2 separate regions of the Gossypium hirsutum genome follow, and region 1 is linked to region 2. Evidence: chromatin contacts called from public Hi-C data. All regions are on one chromosome and are shown on one strand. The core of a region is the stretch at or near the end of the contact, and the rest is flanking DNA. Distances in the headings are between cores, read along the strand shown.

What was found. A called contact is a pair of places that touch in the nucleus more often than the background predicts.
Region 1: a Hi-C map of leaf shows a contact between it and region 2, with 1.8 times the contacts expected there. The contact joins two enhancer-like sites. A contact is called at or near these places in 4 of 34 Hi-C or Micro-C datasets (anther, callus and leaf).

What each region holds. Positions count from the first base shown.
Region 1 is chrA05:106,205,200-106,212,057 of Gossypium_hirsutum_v2.1, forward strand. All of the region lies in intron 2 of LOC107960918 (ABC transporter I family member 10), which reads right to left. Among protein-coding and RNA genes, the nearest start is that of LOC107959609, 15 kb to the right of the region's middle. Within about 2 kb of position 5,417, at least 2 of the 9 cell types and tissues checked have an H3K27ac peak or open chromatin away from gene starts, as enhancers often do. A contact at or near this core is called in leaf, where this site is marked.
Region 2 is chrA05:106,158,875-106,166,005 of Gossypium_hirsutum_v2.1, forward strand. LOC107959612 (a long non-coding RNA gene) reads right to left here. Exons shown (of 5, transcript XR_005927536.1): 3 at 5,085-5,403; 4 at 4,393-4,520; 5 at 3,950-4,249. Among protein-coding and RNA genes, the nearest start is that of LOC107959612, 4.3 kb to the right of the region's middle. Within about 2 kb of position 3,052, at least 2 of the 9 cell types and tissues checked have an H3K27ac peak or open chromatin away from gene starts, as enhancers often do. A contact at or near this core is called in leaf, where this site is marked.

The sequences.
Region 1 (6,858 bases), core at 4,167-6,666, 49 kb after region 2:
TATGTTAATTTAAAATATATTAAATAAAATTTAATATATCAAGTTATACTAAAAATATATTAACGTTTTATTATTTAAATTTAGCATAAGTTAAAAGATGAAATCAATATTAGCAATTAAATTTTATTAAATTGGCATTAATACTCGAATTAGATAATGAAAAATTAATATCATTACTTTTCGGTACCAAAATTTATAATTGTTACTATATACAAGTACTAAATTGGACCAATAAATAACACATGCACCAGATTAGAAAGTGTCAAACTCGGATACTAAATAATATATTAAGCTAAAAAAAATACTCACTTAACAATAATGTAACAAAATATTAATATTGTAATGGAAATGAATTTAGCAAAGAATTCTAACGTATTAAAACTTCACATTAATATTTTAATCATAATAAAATATTTAAACTCACTAATAATACTATAAAAAATAATAAAATTTCATATAATAAAATAATTCTTTATATCACACATCATAAAAAAGTTTTCTTATTTATTTTCTAATGTTTTAATAAATGCTTTTAAGATGCTAAGCATAAAACCCAAATTTAAGAAAAAATTAAAGGTTTCCCCTACCCCTTGTTTGTATTTCTTGTAGTATAAGAATTTAAGTGTATAATCACAAATAATACACCCTTATTATTCTGAAGAGAAAGAATATCTGTACAACGACAATAACAGTGACCCCATGGTACCATGACAGAAGATTACAATAATAGTGAGATGGGAACAGTGAAATTAGATTACAGAGAAACAAAGCAAGTTCAAACAGGCTCCAAAATTATATTCATAAACAGACATTTGCTTTACCAAACACATTAAGTTGACATGGTAAACGTTGCTCAATCATTGTAATTTTATTATACAAAAGATATCAACATAGAGAGAGGAAGGGAAAAAAAAGGAGGCAATGGCTCAAGAATTTATACCGTCGAAATACGAAGATTGCATAGCTTTGATGAACTTACTTATGCTTACTGCATCACCATGCATAATCACTCTTCCATCTTCCATGTATACTGCACCATCAGCATACTTGAGTTCTTCCAAACGATGGGTTACCCACAATGCTGTGACTTCTCCTGATATGTCCAAAAGATTCTGAACCGTTTTGATCACCTCCATCTAATCAGATCATACCAAGAGCTTTGATTCAGACAAAAAGTTCGAACTATCGAGGAATAAGTAACTGTTTGCTCATTTATATAATCAGTAATGTAGAAACATCCAATTGAAGGAATATCCAGGATCACATACAATACACACCACTCTTAAAACTTAAACTGCAATTGTACGGACCAGATGAAGACTTTGGGTTCCTTTAGGTGTTTGCTCATTTATATAATCAGTAACGCAGGCCCGAGAATGGCTCCTTTAGGGATTGGGGGAAAAAGGTGGAAAAAAGTCATAATTCTTGTAAAAACAGCAGGGAGCTCTCAAACCAATCATATCTTGTCGTATTACGTACAAGAAACCAAATCAGACACATTCCTTTCAGTTAGCAGAGACATTCTGGGCCACTGTGACGATGAGAGAGGAAAAAGAAAATATAAAGCTAACATGAAAAGAAACAAGGAGTATACCATTTCAAAAACTAAATCCATCACCATGTTCTAAAAATTCTTCTATAAACGTAAACAAACTTTAAGAAAGGCACTCTAGGGTATCCACAATTTTCTTCCTCAATTCTCAAGTTCTACTTTTATATAGACACTCAATACCTTTAAGGTACATGTCAGATCCACATAAAAAGTAGAATTGGGAGGAGGGGGGGTTGATCATTCATCATTTCTTAAGCTTTAGTTTTCTGCAAAAGAACCGTAACAGATGGTGCAGATGTACCATGTTTTCAAGGTTACTTGATACCCTTATCCTATGCCTAGGATAAGAGAACATAGGCACCTTCAACTGGCTGTCGCACAACACACGTGGGGTGGAGGTGAGGGTAGTTTAATTTCCTTCACACGCTCATACTTTTATACCCTACCTCCACACCTATCCTAGAAGTTACTTCAACATATTGAATCATACATGTTGTCTTTTCTGTGCACTACCTTGCCTACATAAAACTACCTTTGTTAGTTTACTAGCATCCACGCCTTCGTTGTTCACATAAAAAAAAAACATCCTTGTTGGGTTGTGTTTAATTGTTACAAAAACGAAAACTTGGAAATTAATTAATTAAATTAAATTTTAACTTAATTTTGCTTAGTCTAGTTTTGCCTTGTTGGACAAGAGAGTAACAGATTGCAATCACCACGAGCCCTAGCAACTCCATTGTTTTTGTAAACTTTTACATAATAAAAACAAAATCTACTCTTTCTCTCTCCATCTTAGGGTTTGCAAATCTCTCCATTCGGTGGTGGTATACTTAGGGCGGGTCCCATTGACAAAGAATAAACGAAATGAGAAAAGCAAAAGGAAATAGAATACTCGTAAACCTAAAAGCAAAAGAATGAGAAAAGCAAATAAAAGGAAATGGAATATTCATAAACCTAAAAGCCAAGATCTGCCCTTTTCACATATTTTCCTATAAAACTTTCTTCATAGTTTACCAGTAAATATCAAAGCCTTCATTGCAGAGTTCTGCTCCTTAGTATTTAGTGACTTTCACATATTTCTTCTTAACCTGATAAGCACCGAAAAGTAATGGCATTTTTTAAGAATTCTTCATCATCAAGATTTTCGTTGGTTTTCTCCAGCAACATTAACATGGAGAGTGACACCAAAATCATGGCATTGATCCAGCTTGCCGGCTTCTCTCTTCTTTTTCTCTTCAAGCTCGTGCTTGATTACATCAAACGAAGAAACCTTGCCACTGTGGCTCCAAATCATCTTGCTACTACCCTTGCTGCCACTGTCGCTCCAACTAATCTTGATACTATCTCTGTGGTGGCCGAAGTTAATCTAGACCAGATGACTTGATATGTATGGTTTGCTTCTCTTCGCTTTCTAGCTTTTTTATGAAGCATATAATATTGGAGTTTTCTTTTTCAGATTGGAAGAGAAAAGGGTTTATTTGCATGTTAGGCCTATCCTATTTTAAAATTAAATTTAAATAGCTCTTAAAAGATATAAGAGTAACAAAAATAAATTCTTCTCATTTTTTTATTTTTTTTAAAATAAAAAAATTTAAAATATATATAATTTTTATTTAAATTACCCAAATATATCCCTTAAAAAGTGACTGAATAAAAATTGAAGAATTTTAATATTGTTACAATTTTATAATTAATTTAAATTTAAATTTAAATTTAATTCTTAAATTTTAAATTATTTAGTGATAATATTTTTAAAAAAATATAATTAAATTTTAGCACTAAAAGTATTTATAAATACCTAGAATCTACAGCCATTTCAACTCACATATAACTTTGGCATTTAATAAATTCTTCTTTTTTCCTTACCTGCGTCAGTGCTACATTCTTCGTTTCCAATTTTTTTCTTTTACTTTCAACCTTTTGGTTTAATTTCCTTTTAAGGCCCTTCCCCTTTCCATCACTCACAATTCCTCAAATCTATTTTCAAAGCATAATTTTTTTCTATGATTAACTAAACGCTTTTTAGCTTTAGCCTAAAAATTACTCAATTAAAACAATCATAAGATACGAGCTCGCTCAAAAAACCTCTTAACGTAGTACTTTCTATTTCTTTGGTATATAAGATAGTACAAATTCGTCCTTCAAAGTTGATTCAGCTTTGATTTAAAAAGTGCACGTTGAGTTGGAATTGTTTGGTGTACAATTGGAAAGACGAATAGACCCTTTGTGTTTGATATTTTGCGACAAAATCTTAAATTACGAACACGTGTATTGCAGTTAAAATTTTGGCAAAGAGTCAATTTGCCTATGTGGCAGAGTTTTTACTTAATTACCTTCTTTATTAAGATAATAATCAATAATTTAATAAAAATAAAAAAGAGTAAACAAAATGAAGGAGCACAACGCAAATAAAACCAAAAACAACCAAATGATATTTAAAGCCAAAGAAACAATCCATTTATTGCATCATATTAATTTAAATAGAGATGCCGGTAAGCTGGATCGATCAATGCCATGATTTTTGTGTCTCCCTCCATGTTAATGTCCCCGGGGAAACCCAACGAAAATCTTGATGATGAAGATTTCTCAGAAAATCTCATTATTTTTTAGAGCTTATTAGGTTAAGAAGAAATATGTGAAGCACACAAAACACCAAGGATGTTTTTTTATGTGAACAACGAAGGCGTGGATGCTAGTAAACTAACAAAGGTAGTTTTACATAGGCAAGGTAGTGCACGGTTTCGTCGTTTGATGCAATCAAAAACGAGCTTGAACAGAAAAAGACAGAGATGCCGGCAAGCTGGATCAATGCCATTATTTTGATGTCATCCTCCATGTTAATGTCCCCGGAGTAACCCTACGAAAATCTTGATGATGATGAATTCATAGAAAGTTCCATTGCTTTATAGACCTTATTAGGTTAAGAAGAAATTAGGTTAAGAAGAAATAATATGTGAAAGCGTACGAAATAATAAGGATCCTTTGTTTTACATAAGCAACGAAGGCTTTGATGCTAGTAAAGGTCTGTGGAACGTGGAAGACAGGAAAAGAGTTAATTCCATTTGAAAATCAGTGTGGCCAATTGGTTTTTATGCTTAGGATCTTAAAAGCATTTATTAAAATATTAGAAATTAAATAAAAAAAAACTGTTTTATGATGTGTGTATATAAACACTTATTTTATTATATGAAATTTTATTATTTTTTATAATATTATTAGTGAGTTTAAATATTTTATTATGATTGAAATATTAATGTCAAATTTTAACAGCGTTAATATTTTCTGGTAAATTCATTTCCATTACAATTTCATTTTTTTGTTACATTATTTGTTAGCTGAGTATTTTTTTGGCTAAATATATTATTTAGTATCCAAGTTTTACACTTTTTCTAAATGTGATGTGTGTATTATTTGTTGGTCCAATTTAGTATTTGTATTTAACAACAATTATAAATTTTGATATCCAAAAATAACGATTATCTAATTCAAGTATTAGTGCTAATTTAATAAAATTTAATTGTTAATATTGATTTCATCTTTAATTTATGCCAAATTTAAATAATAAATCATTTTAATATATTTTTAGTATAATTTGAAATATTAAATTTGCTTTAATATATTTTAAATTAACATACATAAAATTAATTAAATATTATATGATAATATAAATTGCTAAATAAATCATATTAAAAAACATGTAGGTTAATTATTAACAATTATTAACATAAATATATTAATTAAAACTATAATATGTCATATCAAAATATTTGGTGCTTCCTTCTACAACTCGCCTACACTTGCTCCACCGATTCCTTAATTTCTTTTTGCTGTAATAAATGGTTAAAGTCTGTGGACCCCATCTAAGAGACAAAGAATCTATTCGGATAAGTTCTTTGACTGTGGACCCCATCTAAGAGACAAAAAATCTATTCGGTTAAGTTCATTATGATTATGTGCAAAAGTCTCTTTGGAGAAAGACAAAACTAACGTCTGTCGGAAATCCGAAGCAACTTTCTTGGCAGCAGCATAGGTTGCCTTTTAATTCTCCATATCACGCATAGCATATTGCATTTACTTCTCCATTAATTTCACGAATAGCATTTACGGTTGGCTGTTTAAAATTTGTGACTAAAACACATGTATAAAAATCATTTTATTTCTTCTGAAAAAACAAGGATTAAGATATATCACAATCACTTCTATAATATTTTTATCATTAATAATTCATTTTATAATTAATTTATTAATAATTATATTATATTTATATGAGTATATATTTGGTAAAAGAATTATTAATTTACATTTAATTTTTCATTTTTATATAGCAGTTTATTATTTTAAATCTTAAATAAAAAATTCAATCTTTTAAATGGCTTCAAAATCGAAGGTCATTCTCACCCGGCACTGATAATGAACATAACCCAATAAATTTCATGCGCTATTGGAACGTTCCAGTTTATAATTTTTGGTTATTTTAATTTTATTTATTTAATTATACTGTTTTTAAACATTTTAAAGTAATCATTTTAAATTGCATTTACTTATTTTTATTTAATTTTATTTATTTAATTACATGATCTCTGAACATTTATTTGTAAAAGCTTGTAGGAAATCGAACATCACTTTTTTTTTATATTCCATTTCAATTATTAAATGATATTTTATAAAAAATTTATAATTAACTCATTAAATTTTTTAAATTAAAAGTTTGATGTAATATTATTAAATAATTGAGATGAGATAAGGGATGTTAGAGCCGTCATTCTCCGTGTTGTATGACTATCGAAGATTTCAAGGTCTCAAAGTGTTGAGAGTGGATGCTTAATTTGTTATAAGTCTTTTTCTAATATGTTGTTATGGAGAGATAATTATTGTAATTTTACTATAAAATTTCATGAATTTCCATTAAATGACTAAAGTATAACATATGCATGCATTATTGGTTTTATACATATTTTATTTTATATTTGTATGATTTTTTGTGTTTTAATCTGTTAATTCTTGAATTAGTTTTTGCCAAATTAGTGATTTTATGTTTTAATCTTGTCAGGAATGTAATAAGGATGCTGTGAGTAAAAAATAAGCAAAAAATAATTAATTTGCAGCATAATCATTAAAGTGGGACAGAATAAAAAACTTGGAAATAGCCAAAGATTTATGAGATTTCTTTTAATCTTGTAAAAGCTAAAATTAGAAGAAATTCTAATTTTTTTATTTAATTTTATTGTTTGCAGTGATTAGTTAGAACAAATTTAGTAAAATATTTGTATATAAATAGACATTTGCAGTAGTTTGAAAAGACATTT
Region 2 (7,131 bases), core at 1,802-4,301:
AAATATTCCAAATAAAACATTATATCATTTCTAATCCAACACTTATCGATTATAATCGGGCATGTGATCAATTTATACACGAGTCATTCATATATTTTTGTATATTTTCCTCCTCCCCCTCTCCATCCACGTCCTTAGTATAAACAACACACTTGTAGGTAACATTATCTATAATTTTCACTATCTACTTATGTGAATATTCAAGCTGTCCATCTGTATTATAGTCACTAAATTATTTTTATCTTAAGCTAAAGAACTCCAAATTAAGATCCATAAATTTTTCCAGAAATTAGACTCATATGTCTTCTTACCATAAAAATTTCATAATTTTTGGTTGGGCCAACTAAAACATTTTATTCATTGAAATCTCCCTTGTTCTGTTATCTGACAGTTCCGACCCTTCTTCACTAAAAATTAGTTATCTTATTGTACAGGATTTGAATGATGTCCTAGTTTGTTTCTATTGAAAATAGACTCATTCAGGATTTTAAACATATAAGTTAAAGCCTCTAATTATTTTTATCCAATTTTTTATGATTTTCCAAATTCAGAACAGGGGAACGAGAAATCATTCTGACCTTGTCTCACAAAAGTTATTGTATCTCATGATTTACAATTCCATTGCTTACATAATTTTTTTTATAAGAAACTAGACTCAATAAGATTTAATTTCATATTTTATTCATCCTCTAATTCGATTTCTACCATTTTTGGTGATTTTTCAAATTTAAATTACTACTGCTGCCCAAAACAGTTTTAGTGCAAAATGTTGATTTCCATTTTACCCCAAATTTCACAATTCATACAATTCAGTCCTTACTCAATTAACCCCTCAATTAAGATAATTTTCTCAATTAATACTTTTTATAGACATTATAAGTTATTTCATAACTATTGAAATTCAGAATTTCCACATGAAACTCTAACTTCAAACTCTTTTACAATTAGGTTCCGAACATTCACTTTCTATTCAATTCTTTCAATAAAATCAGAATATAAACAATTTAAAGCTCTAATTCCATGCCAAATCATCATATAATTCCAGCACTCATCCATAACAACTTCAAAAACTAGACATGGAATCAAAAACTAATGAAATAGTAAGTTGGACCCAATTGTAAAAGTCCAAAAACATAAAAATTTTAAGGAGAAAGCAAGAATTAAACTTACATGAAGCTAGAGTATGAAAACCAGCTTGAACCCTCCTTCATGGCTGTTTTTCAGTTGATGAATATGAAGAAAAATGAAGAGAATTCTAGATATTCCAATTTAGTCCCATTTTTATTTAGCCAATTTTGGAAATTTTCCAATTTTACCCTTATTTCACCCATTTCCTGATTTTTCTCAGCTATTGCCGCCCAAAACATCTCTTTTGGGCTTATTTGCACTTTAGGTCCTTCCTCATTTGATAATTGAGCTATTTAATCCTTTTAGCAACTTTTACACCCTTTTCAATTTAGTCATTTTTATTTAATTAACCACCCAAACGTCAAAATTTTTTGACTGAATTTTATTACTACCTCACCAACACTCCATAAATATTTCTAAAAATATTTATGGCTCGATTTATGAAGTCGAGGTCTCGATACCTCATTCTCGACTCAATTTACTTAATTAATTCTTTTAAATCACCAAATTCACTAATTCAAAAATGCTTTTATATTCACATTTTACTCATAGGTATTAATTTATTAAATTTTCAACTCACCCGTCGGATTTAGTGATCTCAAATCTCTATTCCCGATATCACTTAAAATTAGGCTGTTACATAAAGGTTGACAACTATTAACATAAATATATTAATTAGAATATTTTAATTATAGCAAATCATATCAAATTTTAATATATTATATAAAATAATATTAAAATATAATATATTAAAATATATTACTCTTCAAACTATAATAATTTGTTTTCCTTTTTTAACAATTAAAGGTTAAACTTTAAAAGTTAAAGCAATTTATTATTGAAATAAAATTTTCATTAAAATCTTTTTCAATTGATTTTTTTAGAAATTTGACTGTTATAACGAATGGTTGTTATAAAAAATGTTAACTATAATTAAAGATAATTATGTGATAATTGAGATATAATTATGTCTTTTATTAAAATAAAATATAATTCCTTCGAGGCGTATTTATTTTGATCATTTGAAAAATAAAAATAACTTTAAAATTATAATTACGTTATTTGAGATAAATATAAAATATTATATTACGAAGGGAAGGCTTTGATACTTCATGGGTAAATAAAGAATGTGGTTTCGGCCAATTCCTTTTTCTTAGTGTCCAATTAAATTGTCAATATGGGTCCACCCAGAATAGACCGTAAATTAAGAATTACAAAAATAATTAAATTGTCAATATGGTTCCGCCCAGAATAGACCACAACATAACAATTACAAAAATAATTAAATTGTCAATATGGGTCCGCCCAGAATAGACCACAACGGCCCACTTGCGACACAACGGTGCCACATGTGGGAGGCAATACTTGTAGTATAATAAAATGAATTATCACTTATATTTATTTTTATTTAATCGATCAAAATTTATTTATTATAAATAATTAACTTTTTTCAATAATGTATTTTATTTGCAGATCACTCCCTTTTTTCAATAATGTATTTTATTATAAAATATGAACCGGGCATAGGTTTAAACATTCAAGGCTTGAGCCTGGCCGGTTCCTACGCATTTCTAAATTTATAATACTTTATATTATGTAATTTAGAACATCTTAATAAAATAAATATAATATTATTTCAGTATAAACATTAAAATAACGTTAACATACTATATAAAAAAATTTAATAAATAAAAAAAATATAAAATTATTAAATATTAAAATATTTTTAAAAAATAAAAAATTATATAGATCTAAAATAAATTTAAATTAGTATTTTATAAATATGGATGAATTTTAAATAAAATATGGACGAAAATGTCGATGATGAAGAGTTGTCAGAAAATTCCATTGTTTTTCAGAGATTATTAGGCTAAGAAGAAGTAAGGGAATCAAACATGGATTGGCACGGTAGCTTTAAAAGGTATGTGCAGCTTCTGAGTCCTCTCTCATTGTGGGCCACGGCAAACTAATTGCAAAGGTTAATATGGGAACTTTGATTGCAAAGTTTAATATGTCAACTTGGATTGGAAAGGTTAATATGGGAACTTTGATTGCAAAGTTTAATATCTCAACTTTGATTGCAAAGGTTAATATATTGCAACTTTGATTGCAAAGGTTAATGTGGGAACTTTTTATTTATTTATATTCTTTATGACTTTGCCTACAGATAAAAACAATAAGAAATAAAGAGATTTAAAATTTTATGATGCACATGTGGAATTGAAATAGAGTGTAAAGTAATCATTGTTAATAAAATATAGAAAATTTTTAATATAGGTATAAATATTGAAATTAATTTATCAAATAATTTATTTATAAAGTAATATAAAATTTTTAGTCCCAATACTAATTTTTCATTCTTGAACTCATTGTTTAGTGTTACAGGTAGTCAAATTTCTTAAACATCTATTTTTTAAAGGCTAATTCGTTATAAATTTTTGCCAATTGAAATCAGTTTAATTCTTTGAACGATAAATAGATATATAAAATCTGTTTAATCCAATTTGGGAAGAGGCTGGTTAAGTAGTAAGCATGAAAATGGGTAGCCATTTTACAGGTTGGATGATTGGCACTCGGCAATAGTATCCCACATGTTAACAAGATATTTCACAGTCAATGAACCCAAGTGTATGTATATATATATATAAAGCTTATTTGTTTGAAATTTTATTTCAAATACTGAAAGGTAAGTTTCCTATTAATTTCTGCATCCTTCAGTGCAAAAACAAGCTCCTACGATGACAATTCAAACACTTGTGGAGTAACTAAGATGGTTCAAAACCATAGACAATTCTTCTTCCCATAAGCTTTGATGCCTTGCTTGTTCCTAATGAGCTTGGCAAAGTTCAGCTCAGATCATGTTATTGCTATTGATAGTCGCAAGTAACAAAACTTAGCAAGTTGCTTGCTTTCAGTCAGAGAAGCTCAACTCTTGAGAGATTGGTGAAACTGTCCTCAAAGGTGGAATCCCACCCATTAAAATGATCCCAAAATACCATTCATTTTCCATTTCCATGGTATCATTTGGTTCTGACTCACCATGAGTTACAAATACTGTATTAGCCAAGCAGATTTTTGATCACTGGATGGCTGGTCATGATACCGCAGCTATTGACATCGACTGAAGCATTGACAAATCATAAACTTCCCACCTTCAGCAAGGTTTGCACCAACTTGGACACATTAACACTAACCAACAATGCTAAGCTTACAAGTTTCTAATATATTTTTTAACAAGGGAGACAAGTTGAAGAAGGAACTTACAGGATGGCTGATGCTTGATGGAGAGCTCTCTTCTGGTTGATATGCCCATTGCTAAAGAATATGACACAATTCGAGAATTCCCACCGAGTTATCATGATGGATTGATGCTACTATGGTTCTTGTGCATGCTGCACAGAAAAAATGTGGATTCACCGTCTCGAAATACGTTCATTCTTCATCCCAATTGATACTCCATCATAGTCAAATAGTAAATCAATTGAAATAGAAATAGCTTTCTTGTGATGAAGAGATGAAATTAAAAAAAAAAAATTGAATGACAATACGGGTTAGTTTCCCCTACCCCTTGTTTGTATTTCTTGCAGTATAAGATTTTAAGTGTATCATCATAAATAATACATCCTTATTATTCTGAAGAGAAAGAACATCTGTACAACAACAATAATGGTGACACCATGGTACCATGAGAGAAGATTACAATAATATTGAGATGGGAACAGTGAAATTAGATTACAGAAAAACAAAGCATGTTCAAAAAGGCTCCAAAATCATATTCATAAACATACATCTGCTTTACCAAAACACAGTAAGTTGACATGGAAATCGTTGCTCAAGCATAGTAAATTTATTATACAAAAGATGATCAACATAGAGAAAGGAGGAACAAAAAGAGGAATGGATTCAAGAATTTAGACGCTCAATCTACGAAGATTGCTTGGCTTTGATGAACTTACTTATGCTTGCTTTATCACCATGCATAGTCACTCTTCCATCTTCCATGTGTACTGCACCATCGGCATACTCGAGTTCTTCCAAATGATGGGTCACCCATCTAATCAGATCATACCAAGAGCTTTGATTCGGACAAAAAGCTCAAACTATAGAGGAATAAGTAACTGTTTGCTCATTTATATAATCAGTTATGTAGAAACATCCAATTGAAGGAATATCCAGGATCACATATAATACACACCACTCTTAAAACTTAAACTGCAACTGTACGGACCAGATGAAGACTATGGGTTCATTGTTGTTTCCAATATATTGACATGCCTGAAAAGCCAAAAGGTCCAAAAGGAGTCATTAAACAAAATGCAGTCGTTAAGATAGCACATACACATTATAAAGGCTGCAGCATAGAAGCATAACTTCAAGGGAAAGGCAGTAGCAGCTAATAAGGTGACATACTTATTAAAAGTTATTTCTTCTAAAAAGAGAAAATGACCCAGGACATAACCATTGGCATGTATACAACAGAACACAAGTAGCAGCACTAGAAGGAATAGTGCTGAAGCTGGTGTTGATGGCAGCAAAGAAAATCAATGCAGGCCAGAGAATGCCTCCTTTAGGGATGGGGGGAAAAAGGAGGAAAAAAAAGTCATAATTCTTGTAAAAACAGCAGAAGGCTTTCAAACAAATAATTTATTGTCGTATTATGTACAAGAAACCAAATCAGACACATTCCTTTCAGTTAGCAAAGTACATTGTGGGGCACCGCAACAATGAGAGAGGAAAAAGAAAATATGAAGCTAACATGAAGAAGAAACAAGGAATATACCAATTCAAAAACTAAATCTATCACCAAGTTCTAAAAATTCTTTTATAAACGTAAATAAACTTTAAGAAAGGCACTCTAGGGTATCCACAATTTTCTTCCTTAATTCTTGAGTTCTACTTTTATATAGACATTCAATACCTTTAAGGTACATGTCAGATCCACAAAAAAGTAGAATCGGGAGAGGAGGGATGATCATTCATCATTTCTTAAGCTTTGGTTTTCTGCAAAAAAACTGTAACAGATGGTGCAGAGGTACCATGTTTTCAAGGTTACCTGGTGTCCTTATCCTGTGCCTAGGATAAGAGAACATAGGCACCTTCAACTGGCAAAATAATAAGTTCATGCTCTTCCTATGTGGCTTGGAAATGTTAAAATGAACTGGCCATAAAGAAGGCATTAGCATTAGAGACTACACAGAAAATCAGTTCAACTATAAGACTACGAGATATGACCCGAGAGCTGAAGTGGAAAAGAAGGTTGACTATGTAGACCTGACATGAAAGTCAGGAAATATCAGAGAAGAAACTTTTTTAAAAAGAAATCCATGACCAACTGAAGCTATGAATCTAATAAATCAGACAATAGTCAGTGCAAAAACTTCAGGAAGGCAGTGTTCTTGAACAAATAGCTTCTGTAAGAACAGAAGAAACGTATAAAAATATATCTTCCTAGTCCTTCAATTTTACAAAACACATAGACGCCTTTAACAATGTTTACAAGTAAATGCATCCTCAGCCACAGAAGCTTCACACAAGTGAAATCAAGTAATCCTCAGAAGTATAAAACCACTTCAAGCTTCAACTATAATTCCTAAATAGTTCACATACGTCATAAGCTTAGCAGGACCATTTCTTCTTCTTTTGATCACCCAATATGAATGGCAATAGTTATGTTAACCATCTAACAGCACCAATATGGTTTTTGCAAACTCATGGTCAAGTCTAGTTGGAATACATAACTATATAGTTATAGAAACCATAACACCTTCATCATAAGCACCCCCAAACAAAAACCATTAGCTGGGAAACATAACTCATTGGTTTGATGGTAACAAAAGGAAGCCAAGAACAGAATCCAAAACATATATACTTTTATAAAAGAGTATTTCCCAAGGAAAAGAACCAATAAGATGGTCTGGATTTTGGAATACATAATTCTTTGGCCTTCTAACGTATAAAGCCCCGTTTGTAGGGGTCAAAAGACCTGCCAAGATCTGCATGACT